Regions from separate parts of the Mus musculus genome. Here region 1 is linked to region 2. Evidence: chromatin contacts called from public HiChIP or PLAC-seq data. All regions are on one chromosome and are shown on one strand. Each heading gives the region's core, a stretch centred on a gene start, on an enhancer-like site or on the middle of the called end of the contact. The rest is flanking DNA. Distances are from core to core; before and after follow the strand shown. Region 1 overlaps Pkd1 (polycystin 1, transient receptor poteintial channel interacting). Region 2 holds the start of Msrb1 (methionine sulfoxide reductase B1).

Region 1 (6,996 bases), core at 1,096-3,595, 170 kb before region 2:
GAACACGATGCAGCCAGAAGAAAGTAAGTTCCTGAGACCACTGTCTCTCTCTGTTCCCAGGTGAGGAATATGTCGCCTGCCTCCCTGACAACAGCTCAGGTGCTGTGGCAGCAGTACCCTTCTACTTTGCCCATGAGGGACCACTGGAGACTGAGGCCTGCAGTGCCTTCTGCTTCTCAGCTGGTGAGGGCCTTGCAGCCCTCTCGGAGCAGAATCAATGCCTCTGTGGGGCAGGCCAGGCCTCTAACTCTTCTGCAGCCTGCTCATCCTGGTGTTCCAGCATCTCACTGTCCCTCAACTCTGCCTGTGGGGGCCCCACCTTGCTCCAGCACACCTTTCCCGCCTCCCCAGGGGCTACCCTGGTGGGGCCCCATGGACCCCTGGCCTCTGGCCAGCCAGCAGACTTCCATATTACTTCCTCCCTGCCCATTAGCTCAACACGCTGGAACTTTGGAGATGGCTCACCTGAGGTGGACATGGCTAGCCCTGCTGCCACCCACTTCTATGTGCTACCTGGGAGCTATCACATGACAGTTGTGCTGGCCTTGGGGGCTGGCTCAGCTCTGCTGGAGACAGAGGTGCAAGTAGAAGCAACACCTACTGTCCTGGAGCTTGTGTGCCCATCCTTTGTGCACAGTAACGAGAGCCTTGAACTTGGCATACGGCATCGTGGAGGCTCAGCCCTTGAGGTCACCTATAGCATCCTGGCTTTGGATAAAGAGCCTGCCCAAGGTGCCTACCCTCCTGCTTCCTCTTGTAACCTGGGTGGTAGGGCAGAGCCTGGCACCCAGCCTCATGCATACCCTGATGTCTTGTTCATTGCTTACCATACCTAGTGGTCCACCCACTCTGCCCCTTGGACACAGAGATCTTCCCTGGCAATGGGCACTGCTACCGCCTGGTGGCAGAGAAGGCACCCTGGCTGCAAGCACAGGAGCAATGTCGGACTTGGGCTGGAGCTGCCTTGGCTATGGTGGACAGTCCTGCCATCCAGCACTTCCTAGTCTCCAAGGTTACCAGGTACACCTATGCTGGAAAGGGCAAAATGGGTGGGGGTTGCTCAGAATTCTGGGTGTGGCCAAAGCCCTTAAGCCTGTAGAGGCTCAGGAGGAAAGCTGGGCAGCTGGGCCTTTGTGTACAGCCCCACAGGTGGCCTTTGCTGCCAGCTCTGTGTATGTAAAGGCAGATGTAGGTAGGGGCAGCTTCTCTAACCGTTTCTGGGAAGTGTCAAAGGTAGAACTGGGTCCTGGCCCCCAGACTTTCCTGTCTCTGTAGGGGAGGGCCCTGGGTCCTGCTGACAGGACTAGTTCTTGGTCACTGTTGATTGTATTTTCTCCTCTTCCTACCGCTGTGCTCACCCCCCACCCCATCCCCTGAGTACCTCCCTTCCCAATGCCACATGCTATCCCATCTGTGGAAAGCCTTTCAGGCTCCTATGCCCTGCGCAGGCTTGTGGGAACATATTCTTGGGCCCTACAGTCCTGTGTCTGGGTGGGTTGTAAGGGTATACTCCAACTCTCTTGGGTGATTGCTCCCTGGGTGGAATTGGAATACCTGTCTTGTGAGTGGTTAATCACATTCTTTACTTTGCCTGTGTGGTTGGAAAGGGGAAATAGAGGTCCAGAGTGGTTAAGACCTGCTTGCTCCAGAATCATCCAGTTGATGGGTAATAGTGCCCTACATGGAACCAGGGCTCCATTATGTCTCCCTCCCAGGGTGTGTGTCTAGGTTTGTGCCCACACCCAAGCATGTACCTTTGTGCATATATGTTCCTGGGTATGTACCTGTGCCTACGTTTGGCCGTGAACCTCTAGATTTTGCCTCTGGAGGGGCCTTCCAGTGTTGATAGTACTATCATGCAGCATGCATAGATGCAGTCTTGGTCCTCTTCTGCAGCCCTCAGAGTTTCCCTTCAGGTGTGGTGGTGGCCCATGATCCTTGGCCAAATCTGAGATGGGTCCCCAAGAAGAGCTGGTCCCATAGACATGATTCTGGATGAATGTGACTATGAGCCTGGGTTTGTGGTCCATGTTGGGTAATGTTTCTGAGGCTGTTTTAACACTTGAAAAATGAGGCTGATATGGCCCATTTACCAGGGTATTATGAAGAGTATGTCCTCAGAGGTCAAGCAGAGCTGCCCCCTGATGGCTTGGCCGTCCCTTGAATCTGGCCATAGGAGCCTGGATGTGTGGATCGGCTTCTCATCTGTGGAGGGGACAGAAGGCCTGGATCCCCGGGGTGAGGCCTTCAGCCTGGAAAGCTGCCAGAACTGGCTGCCTGGGGAGCCACACCCAGCCACAGCAGAGCATTGTGTGCGGTTGGGGCCTGCTGGGCAATGCAACACAGACCTGTGTTCAGCACCACATAGTTATGTCTGCGAGCTGCGGCCTGGAGGTATGGACTGCTGTGTGGCAGAAGCCATCCTTCTCTGTGCTTGTCTTCTAAGCTCAGTACTGACCATGAATGTTTGCTCTTGTGTCTGGGTTGGGACAAAACCAGAAAAAATAAGGACAGAGGAAACAAGATGAGAGGGGGCCAGATGGTTTTGCTAGGTGGCTTAGTCCTAAGTCCAGCTCCAACTTGAATGTTTCCCCAGTGTCACCTCTGCCTGGCTCTGGTACCTCATTGCATACTTACCACCCCTAGGGCCTGTGTGGGATACTGAGAACTTTGTCATGGGAATGTCTGGTGGAGGCCTGTCTGGACCTCTGCATCCATTGGCACAGCAGGAAACTGTCCAGGGCCCGCTGCGACCTGTGGAGGTAGGCCAGCCTTTCTGTGTTCTAGAACCCTTTGCAACATTACTTTACTGCTCTGTTGCTAATAATCAAAGTGGGAGCTGGGGATAGGGTTCAGTATCTGGGTTCAGTTCCTAGCACCTTAACCCTAAAAAAACAAAACAAAACCCCTCAAGTAGGTTTTGTTAGAAGTTGTTAAAATTGTTAGTGTGCCCAGTGTGACAGTTAGAAAAATATTTAAGAGTGAAGAAATGAAAAGCATCTAGTTCTGTTATCTGAAAAATTCTGCTTCTCCTGAACCTTTGCTCAGATAAATTTTTATTTTTTTCACACAAAGTCTTGTTGTATAGCCTAAGCAAGCCTTGAACTCATGATCTTCCTGCTTCAGGCATCCTGTTGTTCACAGCTGACTTTGATTTGGTTTTTCTTCCCAAGTGACATGAAATGAGGTTTAACCTTGAGAGGGCTATCCTTACACTGCCAGGGGTAGATGTTTTGAGCTGAGGCTGTCTCATCTCCTCCAGGTCATGGTGTTCCCTGGCCTGAGCCCTAGCCGGGAAGCCTTTCTCACTGCAGCAGAGTTTTCTACCCAGAAGCTTGAAGAGCCTGCCCAGATGCGGCTGCAGGTGTACCGGCCCTCAGGAGGAGCAGGTGGGGCTCTGAAAGGGAAATGAAGTGGAGGCTTAGTGGGTTGTCTGAATTTTCTCATGCCTTCGATTCCAGCCTCAAGGTAGAATGATGGCAGAGTTGCCAACTCCTGTTCCCTTGTCCCAAAGCTAGATCGGGTGGTACCTGATTGGGGATGATCTAGAGGCAGGGGAGTGATGGTGGAGACTGGGGAACTGCTTATCAAGGTTTGGTTTTATAATGGGTAAGTGGAGCATCCCTGATAGTAGCTTGTTAGTGAATCAGGCTCATGACATCCTTCCTTTCCCAGCAGCGGTCCCAGAAGGCAGCAGTGAGCCTGACAACAGGACTGAGCCGGCCCCCAAGTGTGTGCCTGAGGAACTCTGGTGTCCAGGAGCCAATGTCTGCATACCTTTTGATGCTTCGTGTAACTCTCATGTCTGCATCAATGGGTCTGTGTCAAGGCTGGGACTCTCTAGGGCCAGCTACACACTATGGAAGGAGTTCTTTTTTTCTGTGCCTGCAGGGCCTCCCACACAGTACTTGGTATGTGTCCTGGTGTGGGTCTCTGACCTATTCTTGAGGCTACTTCCCCCTATCTACCCAAGATGGTGGTCTCTCAACTAGATACCTTGCAGGCTTCTTTATATGCTCAATAGCCTTGCCCTGATGCTCTTGCCTGCATCCTGCGCCAGTGCCCAGTCTCATCTCCTTCTCAGGGCCTCTGCCCTCTGTCCTCTGTCTTCTAAGGGGGAACTTGCACTCTCATTTGGAGCAGCTACCTGCTTTCTAGCCTTATGTCCCTGAGAAAGTTCTTTCCACCTGTGGCAGTCACTCTTACTATATCTTCCTTGTGCATGTCCCCTATATTACAATGTCCTGTTTGACTCAGCCATGAGTGCCTTGAGGCAGGGACTCCACGAAGCACCATTTTCAGTGCTGAGGCCTGATATGGGTACTCTGTCCTCTCTGTCTCAGTAGTCCTTCTAGTCTTTATTATGGGGATGTGATACAACACTGCCTCCCTCTTCTATAGGTCACCCTCCACAGCCAGGATGTTCCTATGCTCCCTGGTGACCTCATTGGCTTACAGCATGATGCTGGCCCAGGTACTCTCCTACAGTGTCCCCTGGCTTCCAGCTGTCCTGGCCAAGCCCTGTACCTTTCAACCAATGCCTCAGATTGGATGACCAACCTGCCTGTCCATCTGGAAGAAGCTTGGGCTGGCCCTGTCTGCTCCCTACAGCTGCTTTTGGTCACAGAGCGGCTTACACCACTGCTGGGCCTTGGGCCTAACCCTGGACTACAGCATCCTGGGCACTATGAGGTCCGGGCTACAGTGGGCAACAGCGTATCCAGGCAAAACCTGTCCTGCAGCTTCAGTGTGGTCTCTCCAATAGCTGGGCTGAGAGTCATTCACCCCATCCCCCTTGATGGCCACATCTATGTGCCAACCAACGGCTCAGTCTTGGTGCTTCAGGTAGATTCTGGTGCTAATGCCACTGCCACAGCTCAGTGGTTTGGGGGCAATATTAGTGCTCCCTTCGAGGATGCCTGCCCTCCTGAGGTGGATTTTCTCAAGCAAGATTGCACAGAAGAGGCCAATGGCACCCTGTTCTCAGTGTTGATGTTGCCCAGGCTCAAGGAGGGGGATCACACAGTGGAGATTGTGGCGCAAAATGGAGCCAGCCAGGCCAACCTCAGCCTGAGAGTGACAGCTGAGGAGCCCATCTGTGGCCTCCGTGCTGTGCCAAGCCCTGAGGCCCGAGTGCTACAGGGCATCCTGGTGGTAAGTGTCCTACAACCCAGCCCTCTAAATGGTAAAAACAGGAAGCCTCCTCCCCATTGAGGAGGGATGACCTTCAGGTGTTTTCTAGGGCTGATAGCACCTATTACAGGATTTCCAGTGGGACCTGTTGGGGAGCCCTTGTCTTCTTAGTGATTATATCTCTCCTTAGTGGTGCTGGGTATGGAACCTAGGGACTCGTGCAAGATAGACAGGTTCTTTTGTTGTGAGTACACCTGAGCCCCATTTAACAATTTGTAAGTTACTGAAGGTCACAGTTAGAACATCTGTTCTAAAGACTCAGATGTTTCTACTCTTCAGATTTTAGGAAGCACTTCATCACATTTGCCCCAGCCTTCCCTGAGCCTCCACGAGACCCCATGTGTTTCTGGGCCATCTGTGGTGCTTGTAGCTACCTGATGCATGTGCCTGTTGAAATGGGATCTGAAACCTCAAGATCTAGCTATCTGCTTTATCCTAAGGGGATGGCATTGTCCTCATCTTGGGCATGCCCACCCTAGCACCAGCAGTCATTCACTTAAGGGCCATTTCTGTCCATCTCTCATGACTTGTCCAGGTGTATATGATGGCTTCCCCTGTGGATATACCTGTTCTGCACTGACCTGGGTAAACCTCCGAGATTGAGGTCCATTGAGATTCAAATGTTTTCCCAAAGATTATCCACTGAGAAGGAAGCTTATGAGGACTGGCTGGTCAGGGTGACTGTGTTGCTGATGCTAGGTCCACTTCACAGATGCAGGGATTGAGGGAGAGGTCAAGGTATAATTAAGGCCATTTGACTGTAGGTTAGAGAGGTGACCTTGACACTGGCTCTCAGTACCCAAGCTTGGCCCCTATACTATATAGCTTCTAAGCCAACATGATCCCTGGTACTTCCTTGCTCTCCTTTACCTGGGTGCCTTGCAGTCAGGGTTCAGCTGGTAGACCCCCTTGGCTACCCTGCACCACACACAAAATTCTTCAGTAAGTCTGAGGGGGACAGATGGGACCAGGAGCAGAGTCAGCTTTAGGCTGGAACAAAATCATAGCTTTGGCCAATGTCATGTCCTTTCCCTAGCGGTACAGCCCCATGGTAGAGGCTGGCTCAGACGTAGCCTTCCGGTGGACCATTGATGATAAGCAGTCTCTGACTTTCCACAACACTGTCTTCAATGTAATATACCAGAGTGCTGCCATCTTCAAGCTCTCGGTAGGCAGGGGCCTGTGCAGGGTGGCATGGGGTCCTGGGATATCTGGGTGCTCACTTTTGCCTTCTGTTCTGCTTTGCTTTGCCCCTGAGGACCCTGCTGCAGCTGTGGGTGAGTGTGGGGAGGCTGCTGAGTCAGGGCTCGAGGCCTTTCACCCATTGATCTGTCCTTGCTGCCTCTGGGCCATACCCACTGATGCCTGTCTCCTCAGCTGACAGCCTCTAACCATGTGAGCAACATCACCGTGAACTACAATGTCACTGTGGAGCGGATGAACAAGATGCATGGGCTGTGGGTATCTGCAGTACCGACTGTGTTACCCCCCAATGCCACACTGGCACTGACAGGTGGTGTGCTGGTGGATTCAGCTGTGGAGGTGGCCTTCCTGTGAGTGCTTCTGGGCCTAGCTGAACAGGGCCTGGGCTGGGGGTGGCATCAGGTTCTTATTTCTGCCCCTAGCATTTACCCTGGAATCCTGGCTTAGAGCTTCAATTTCCCCCTCTATTGAGAATACTAGTGGGTAGGACCATGTGGGGCCTGGAAGTCTTGCTATAGTAGATATATAGTACCTTGAAGCCATGACCCAGGAAAGAGTGATTGTAGAGATTCACTTAGAACCAGGGGCGCCCTGTCTGCT
Region 2 (7,453 bases), core at 753-3,252:
GATCTTGAAAATTCTCCTCTTCCTTTCCTTTTTTTAAAAAGAAAGATTTATTTATTATGTATACAGTGTTCTGGGAAAAGATTTACTATGTATACAGTGTTCTGCTGCATGTAGCAGGCCAGAAGAGGGCACCAGATCTCATTACAGTGGTTGTGAGCCACCATGTGTTTGCTGAGAATTGAACCCAGGACCTCTGGAAGGACAGTCAGTGAGCCATCTCTCTAGCCTCTGATTCTCCTTTTTCTACCATCTGAGTGCTGAGAGCTTATGCCACGATACCCTGTTTTGTTGTTTTTATGTATAGCACTGGCTATCCTGGAACTTGCTTTGTAAACCAGGGTGGCCTTGAACTCAAACAATCCTCCATCTTCTGCCTCCCAAGTGCTGAGATTAAAGGTGTGTCAGTACCACTCGGCTAAAGCCGTTTATTAAGGTAGTGCTCAGGATGGAACACAGGGTCTCATGCTAGTCTAGAATGTTTCAAACTGAGCTCTCTAGTGAGGCTCTCTCTGGTACCCAAGCTGGCCTTCAACTCAAAGTGATCTCATATCCCCCTCTCAAGTGCTGGATTTACGAGTGTATACCACCGTGCTCAGCAAACCCAAACTTCTGAGCATCAGTGTGCCCACAAAAAGGCATATTGTTAAATGAGATGACACAGGAAAGATACTTAGTATTCAGTTGAGATGTTACTGCCCCCTGAGGAGTGACCCAGTGGGAAGGTATTGTCCCTGCACCCTGGGGTCTGCGCATAGGGCTCCCTCCCACTACAGCCTCCTAACTTGGCTGCCCTGTTCCTGGCTTGGTGTGGTCTGTCTCCCTGTAGGGTGGCTTCCCCCACTATGGGGAAGTGAACAATGACTTCATCATGTTAAAGGGCTGCATTGCAGGTACCAAGAAGCGAGTGATCACTCTGAGAAAGGTCAGTGCTGCTTGGCAAGCTGGGGAGTGGACTCCAGTGGCCTGTTCTGTCCTTTAGCGTGCTCTGTGGTGGGTTGTGTGGTGGGAGAGTAAAGGAAGGGGGTCTGGCAAGAGCGAGGGATTGACTGAGTCCTCCTTGGTGTGAACTGGAGGTCACAGGAGGAGTCGGGGCCCTCTGTCCTTGACATCTCTTCTCTCTTGGATACCCAGTCCCTTCTGGTGCACCACAGCCGCAGGGCCCTGGAGAATATTGAGCTCAAGTTCATTGACACCACTTCTAAGTTTGGCCACGGATGTTTTCAGACAGCGCAGGAGAAGAGGGCCTTCATGGTGAGCTAGTCCCACTTGTTCCAGAGAGGAACTAGAAGAAGGGGCCTTTTTAGCAAACCAGTAGAGCAGGCCCTAGGTGGCCCTGGCACTGGCCGTAGGTAGTATTTCTTGACTGACTCTCCTGACTAACTCTCATCTTGTCTCCTCACCTTAACCAGGGTCCCCAAAAGAAACATCTGGAGAAAGAGAAGCCGGAGACCTTGGGAAACATGTAAGATGTCTGGAATGGAGCACACCTGGGATGTAGCACTCTTGCTATCTGTCCGGTCCTTTTTGTTCAATAAAGTCCTGAGGCAACTCTCTCTGTCTGTCTCTGTGTGTCTGTCTCTCTTCCACATTCCCTGGGAGGCTTGATGTAGATCTTAAGCCTGGGTCGGAGGTTGGGTGATCCCAGACGCGGGCGCAAGGTTTAGCGCCAGATAAGAGGGCTATAGATACAGCTGGGTAGATGCGCCTCCACGCCAGTTGCACAATGGTATTAGTAGTAGCTACCATTGGCTAGTACCAATGTTTATAGCCTAGCCGCTGTACTGGAGCTTAGCATAGGTTTGGCCTTCATCTTAACAGCTAAGCTTCCTGGGAGCGGCTCCCTGGGCGGGGCCTTCTAGAGGCGGAAGTAAGGACGTGATCTCTGGGTAAACTTGGCTGGATGGGTGGGGTTTAGGGCCTATGGGAGGAGAGACTCCTTGAGGGCGGGGCTGCTAGGAGGCGGCCGTGGGGAATCCAAGAGTGACTGGTCCCCTCTAGGGGCGGGGCTTATGGCGAATCGGAAAGTGATTGGTTATTGGGACTGGGTCGGGTTTGAGTCCAGATCTTAGGGTTTTACCCGGACCTGGCTGGGAGCTTTTGCCTGTCCCGTCGCGACCATGTCGTTCTGCAGCTTCTTCGGAGGCGAGGTTTTCCAGAATCACTTCGAGCCAGGTACACCCCGTGGCATTAAAGCATACATTGCCTCCTGGGGAGCTGTGGAGTTCCCGAACCGGGACTGGGCTAGTGTGGTTGCCGAGGAGAAGCGAGCCTGGGAAAAAAGAACTTGGAGGAGGGGAGCTGGGTGGCCAGGGCATTCTGGAGCAGGAGGACTTGAGAGGAGAAGGGACATTCCGGTAGACTCTGTTCTCGAGGGGGACAGGCCTTGAACTTCAAATGTAGATCTCTCTGGGGGATTCTCTGGGCCAGATGCGTAAGGGTGATGCCACCGGATGGTGTCAGAGTGGTCTGAACTTTAGAGCGGAATGATGGTGGTATGTGGTCCAAGGTCAGTGTTGGAATTTGCCCTGACAATGTACCCCCTCGCCCACCCCACCCCCCCGCCTGCAACCCCTGATTTGCTTGGATGAGCGGACAAGCTCTGCACTTGCTGTTCAATCCGGAATGTGCTGTCCCAGATGTCTCTCCGTCCTCTGCGTTGGTTGTCAATGGGTTCTTGCCAGCATAAATGAAGTTTGACCAGTACTGTGAGAGACGTTGCTTGGCTCCCTTCTTGCTGGGTTCTGCTGATCTGGACTAATTTGGTAAAAACTATGGCACTGGCGTTCCAGGGGCAGGATCTGTTTGTTAGATGTCAGTCCTCTAGAGGGCAGGGCTGTGACAATGGGCACCTCTATAAGCCAGTTGTTGTAATACAGGGTTGCTGGGAAGAGACCTCCCTTGAATTCTTTTTGGCTACAACACTCCAGTTGCCCTCAGGCTACCCTGGCAAGCTAGACACTCACTCAGTTTTGCTTCCTCTCCAGTTCCTGATACAGGTTGAAAGAACAGTTCAGACTCCAGGGTGTCTGTCCTCAAGTGGTGGGTGACCGATGATTCAGTACCCTGCAGGTTCCCATTTTTAAGTCTTTCAAACAGTTATGTAATTCAGTTTTGCAACCATCCTTACCCCTTCCACTCATGTGATCTTTTGGGGACAGGTTGAAACCTTTCTTCCCAGCTGCTGTTTTCTGGGGTTCCCTATTTGGCTTGGAAGACTGTCCTCTAGGGCCAGTCTGTTCCTAAGACCGGAGCTGATATCCATGGTATCCAAGACTGTTGACTAGCAGAGATGCCCACTTGAGAAAGAGGACCAAGTGGTTACACTGGCAGTTAGGAGCCCTACTGTGTGGAGCTTGTCTAAGGGTAAAGGGAGGCCACTATCCGACTTCTGGGAGTTTTCTCTTGGCCACGTACTGTATTGTGTGTCTGCAGCACTGGCTTCCATTGTCTTGTCTGTAAGTGAAAATGTTATCTAGGTGTGGTGGTTCATTTGTAATGCCAGGGGATAGGAGGCTCAGGCAGAAGGATTGCCTGAAATTTGAGGTCAGCCTGGATTACATAGTTTCAGGCTAGCCTGAACTACAGTGTAAAACTTGGCCTAGTTTACTTCTCTGTTGTGATAAAAACACTGATCAAAACCCATCTGGGGAGGAAGGAGTTCATTTCAGTTGACAAGTTACTGTCCACCATTGAGGGAAACCAAGGTAAGAACCTGGAGGCAGGAACTGAGCAGAGACTGTTTACTGGTTTGCTACTCTAGTTTGCTTGGCTACCTTTATTAAACAGCCTAGATCCACTGGCTCAGGAATGGCACCGCCCACAGTGAGGTGGGCCCTCCCACATCAATCATTAACCAAGAAAATGTTCCAGTGGGTGGTGATGCTACACGCCTTTAGTTCCAGTACTTGGGATGCAGGGGCAGGTGGATGTCTGGGTTCGAGGCCTGCCTGGTTTACAGAGCTAGTTCCAGGACAGCCATACACAAAGAAACCCGGTCTCAGAAAAGCAAACAAGGGCTGGAGAGATGGCTCAGCAGTTAAGGGCACTGACTGCTCTTCCAAAGGTCCTGAGTTCAAATCCTAGCAACCACATGGTGGCTCACAACCATCTGTAATGAGATGCCCTCTTCTGGTGCATCTGAAGACAGCTACAGTGTACTTAGATATAATAATAATAAATAAATCTTTAAAAAAAAGAAAGAAAAGCAAACTAACAAGATAAGAAAGCTGTCCCTATAGATACACCCATAGACCAGGTTGATCTAGGCAAATCCTCAGCCCCATTCCTCCTTCCTGGGGAACTCTAGTTTGTTTCAAATTGACAAAAACTAATTGGCACAAGATCTTGTCTCGAAACAAACAAACAAGACAAAATAAAAACAAAAGACCCAAGGGGTCTGGAAATGGCTCAGTGGTAAGAGTATACTTTTTCAGAGGACCTGGGATTCATTCCCAGCTACCACGGGATAGATTGTTTACTCAAGTCTCAGGGGATCCAACCCCTTCTGGTGTCTGCAGGTTTTTTTTGCAGACGTTTCATACATGAGGCACACAGGCATACATGCAGGCAAAACACCATATGCATAAAATAAAAACAAGCCTTTTAAAACATCCAAAACTAAATAATTCCATTAAAATGTTAAAGATTTCATGTCACAGGGTCACTGAGAGCAGCTGAAATGAGCCCAAAGGGTGACTTCTGGCCTCCCATAACTCAGTCAGGCATTGCTAGGGGCCATCTACCCCAGAGTTAACCAATGGGCCATGAGCAGGGGATACATGAGGGTGCTGAATGGGCTCCCACTACAGTGGGCTTGGTGCTGGTAGTGTCATTTCCAGGTCCAAGGTCAAGGTGGCTTGCTCAAGACAGATGGTCAGCGTCTCTGCTTTTGCTCATCCTCGGCTACAGGTGTCTACGTGTGTGCCAAGTGCAGCTATGAGCTGTTCTCCAGTCACTCGAAGTACGCACACTCATCCCCGTGGCCAGCGTTCACTGAAACCATCCACCCAGACAGTGTGACCAAGTGCCCTGAGAAAAACCGACCAGAAGCTTTAAAGGTGAGTGTGATAGCCCTGGTGAATGCTGGCCAGGGAGGGTCTTGGAACTAGTCACACCTCTTTTCTTTTGCTCCCTCATGAGGTTATCTCAGGTCTCCACCTTCAGCTGGGGCGGTGGCACCCCAAGAATTTGTTGTTGTTGTTCTTGTTGTTTGAGATGGGTTTCTCTGGGTGGCCCTGACTATCCTGGAACTCACTTTGTAGGGCAGGTTGGTCTTAAATTCAGAGATTCACCTGGCTCTGCCTCCCGAGTGCTGGGATTAAAGACATGAATCACCACGGCAGAGACTTTGAGAGCACTCATATACTGAGGGAACATGAGCTTTAGGACAGCCTCCCCACACAGGCTCCACCCCTTGGGAAATGGGCAGGTGGTGGGAGCACCTCCTATGTGCAGCAGACAGGAGACTGACTGTGTTTGCGATTTCCCAGGTGTCCTGTGGCAAGTGTGGCAATGGGTTGGGCCACGAGTTCCTGAATGATGGCCCCAAGCGGGGACAATCAAGATTCTGAATATTTAGCAGCTCACTGAAGTTCGTCCCTAAAGGTGAGTACCTTTAGCAGCTGGGGACATCTTGTTGTAACCGAGGAAGGTGTGGCAGGGAGGCAGGCTGTGTATGCTTATCTGTCGGCCATGGCAAAGTAAATACACCTGGCGCTAGCACCCAAAAAGCCAGCTGAAGGGTAGCGCCAGGGGCAGATATCCAGGGTATCTCCTACAGGAACATCTCAGGGAGGGTGTGTGGGGTTTTCTCGGTGGCTGGAATCTTCGGTTGGATGCAGGGGTAGGCCACGGCTGAGGAGGATCTGGGCCGTGTGACCAAGGGCTTTCTTCTGACCCTGAGCAACTGCCATTCCTCTCTATAGTAGACATGGCAGCATAGTTTCTATCACATGGCTGCTGAGGACAATTGAAAGTGGGCCCTGGGGCTGGTGAGATGGCTCAGTGGGTAAGAGCACCCGACTGCTCTCCCGAAGGTCAGGAGTTCAAATCCCAGCAACCACATGGTGGCTCACAACCATCTGTAACGAGATCTGACTCCCTCTTCTGGAGTGTCTGAGGACAGCTACAGTGTACTTACATATAATAAATAAATTAATAAATCTTAAAAAAAAAAAGAAAAAAAAAAGAAAGTGGGCCCTGGGGCCTACCACATAGTAACGGTATAGTAAAACACCTTTATCGACCTTTTTAGTGGTAGTCAAGGGCTGTGGCCAGATGATCTGCAGAACGGAGCCTTCAAAAACCAGCTGCTGCCATTGCCTTCCTGTGGGGTGGATCCGTGCTCTGTGTCTGCTAGTGGAGGGAGAGACCGTGGGCTCCCTTTGTAGGACTCATGTGCACACAGCACGCAGAGCACTCTGAGCTGGGTCCCTGGGCCGCTCTGCTGGCCAGGAGCCTGAATCATGATTTTGTTGTTTTCTTTTAACACTTTTCAGAAAAATCCCTTTTTTCCCCTTTATTTTTGTTCAGTGTATATGGGTGTTTTGCCTGCATGTATTTCTTGTGTACCACCTGAGTGCAGTGCCTACAGAGCCAGGGGAGGGCACCAGTACTAGTGTTACAGATGGTTGTGAGATACTATGTGGGTGCAGGGGATGGAACTGGCCCCGTGGAAGAGCAGCCTAACTTTCCAGTCCCTTCCCAGAGTACATTTTAATTATTTTCGTAGTGTATTTGTGGGTACGTGTGCGATACGTGCCACATGTGGTGAGAGTCAGAGGACCATTCGTGGGACTCTGTTCTCTTCCTGCACTGCGTGGGTCCTGGAGATCAAATTCAGGTTGCTAGGCCTGGTTGCCATGTACCTTTTACTCACAGAGGCATCTCACAATTCCTGGTTTTAGTTTTTTAGGTTTTTGGTTTGTTCATTTGTTTTTCTTTTTTGGTTTTCCAAGACAGGGTTTCCCTGTGTAGCCCTGGCTGTCCTGGAACTCACTCTGTAGACCAGGCTGGCTTCGAACTCAGAGATCCTCTTGCCTCTGCCTCCCGAGTGAAAGGTCTTACTATTTAGCCCTGGCTGTCCTTGAACTCACAGAGCTTTACCTGCCTCTGCCTTTTAGTACTTTAAGTGCTTTAGTACTTTTGAGATTGGGTCTCTTCTGTAGCTCAGGGTGGCCTGGAACTTACCATACAGCACTCTCTGCTCCTCTCGAATCCCCAGCCTCAGCCTCGCTGGGCTTGCACATACGAGCCGTCATGCCCAACAGAAGCATGGCTTAACCATAATGTGTTTTCTCTTCCTTCTCTTTTCCAGGCAAAGAAGCTGCTGCCTCCCAGGGGCACTAGGTGAGCAGCTTTCTTTCCCAGATGGGCACACCCACTCTCTGGCAGCCCCACGTTAGTGTCAGAACCTCAGGCATTCGGTCTGGGGTGGGGGCGGGGGTGGGGAGGA

What was found. HiChIP or PLAC-seq counts read pairs in DNA pulled down with a chosen protein or histone mark.
Region 1: an HNF4G HiChIP or PLAC-seq map of pancreatic cancer cells shows a contact between it and region 2. The contact joins the enhancer-like site here to the promoter of Msrb1 in region 2. A contact is called at or near these places in 3 of 39 promoter capture datasets (cranial neural crest, fetal liver and liver), 2 of 15 datasets of contacts at CTCF or cohesin (CD8 T cells and the NIH/3T3 cell line), 1 of 484 Hi-C or Micro-C datasets (forebrain), 7 of 115 datasets of contacts at active chromatin or transcription factors (the SCID.adh cell line, bone marrow-derived macrophages, effector CD8 T cells and 2 more) and 4 of 9 other capture datasets (adipose tissue, liver, macrophages and 1 more).

Annotation. Positions count from the first base shown.
Region 1 is chr17:24,564,951-24,571,946 of GRCm38.p6, forward strand. It overlaps Pkd1 (polycystin 1, transient receptor poteintial channel interacting), which reads left to right. Exons shown (of 46, transcript NM_013630.2): 5 at 61-732; 6 at 837-1,020; 7 at 2,177-2,394; 8 at 2,647-2,762; 9 at 3,263-3,389; 10 at 3,676-3,911; 11 at 4,402-5,154; 12 at 6,230-6,361; 13 at 6,571-6,746. Among named protein-coding and RNA genes, the nearest start is that of Pkd1, 18 kb to the left of the region's middle. Within about 2 kb of position 2,346, at least 59 of the 459 cell types and tissues checked have an H3K27ac peak or open chromatin away from gene starts, as enhancers often do. A contact at or near this core is called in the NIH/3T3 cell line, adipose tissue, pancreatic cancer cells and 1 more, where this site is marked.
Region 2 is chr17:24,734,591-24,742,043 of GRCm38.p6, forward strand. It overlaps Msrb1 (methionine sulfoxide reductase B1), which reads left to right and starts at 2,003. Exons shown (of 5, transcript NM_013759.3): 1 at 2,003-2,172; 2 at 4,909-5,057; 3 at 5,490-5,604; 4 at 7,316-7,347. The coding sequence starts at 2,118. The coding sequence ends at 7,347. It overlaps Rpl3l (ribosomal protein L3-like), which reads left to right. Exons shown (of 10, transcript NM_001163945.2): 8 at 827-922; 9 at 1,132-1,251; 10 at 1,410-1,553. The coding sequence ends at 1,466.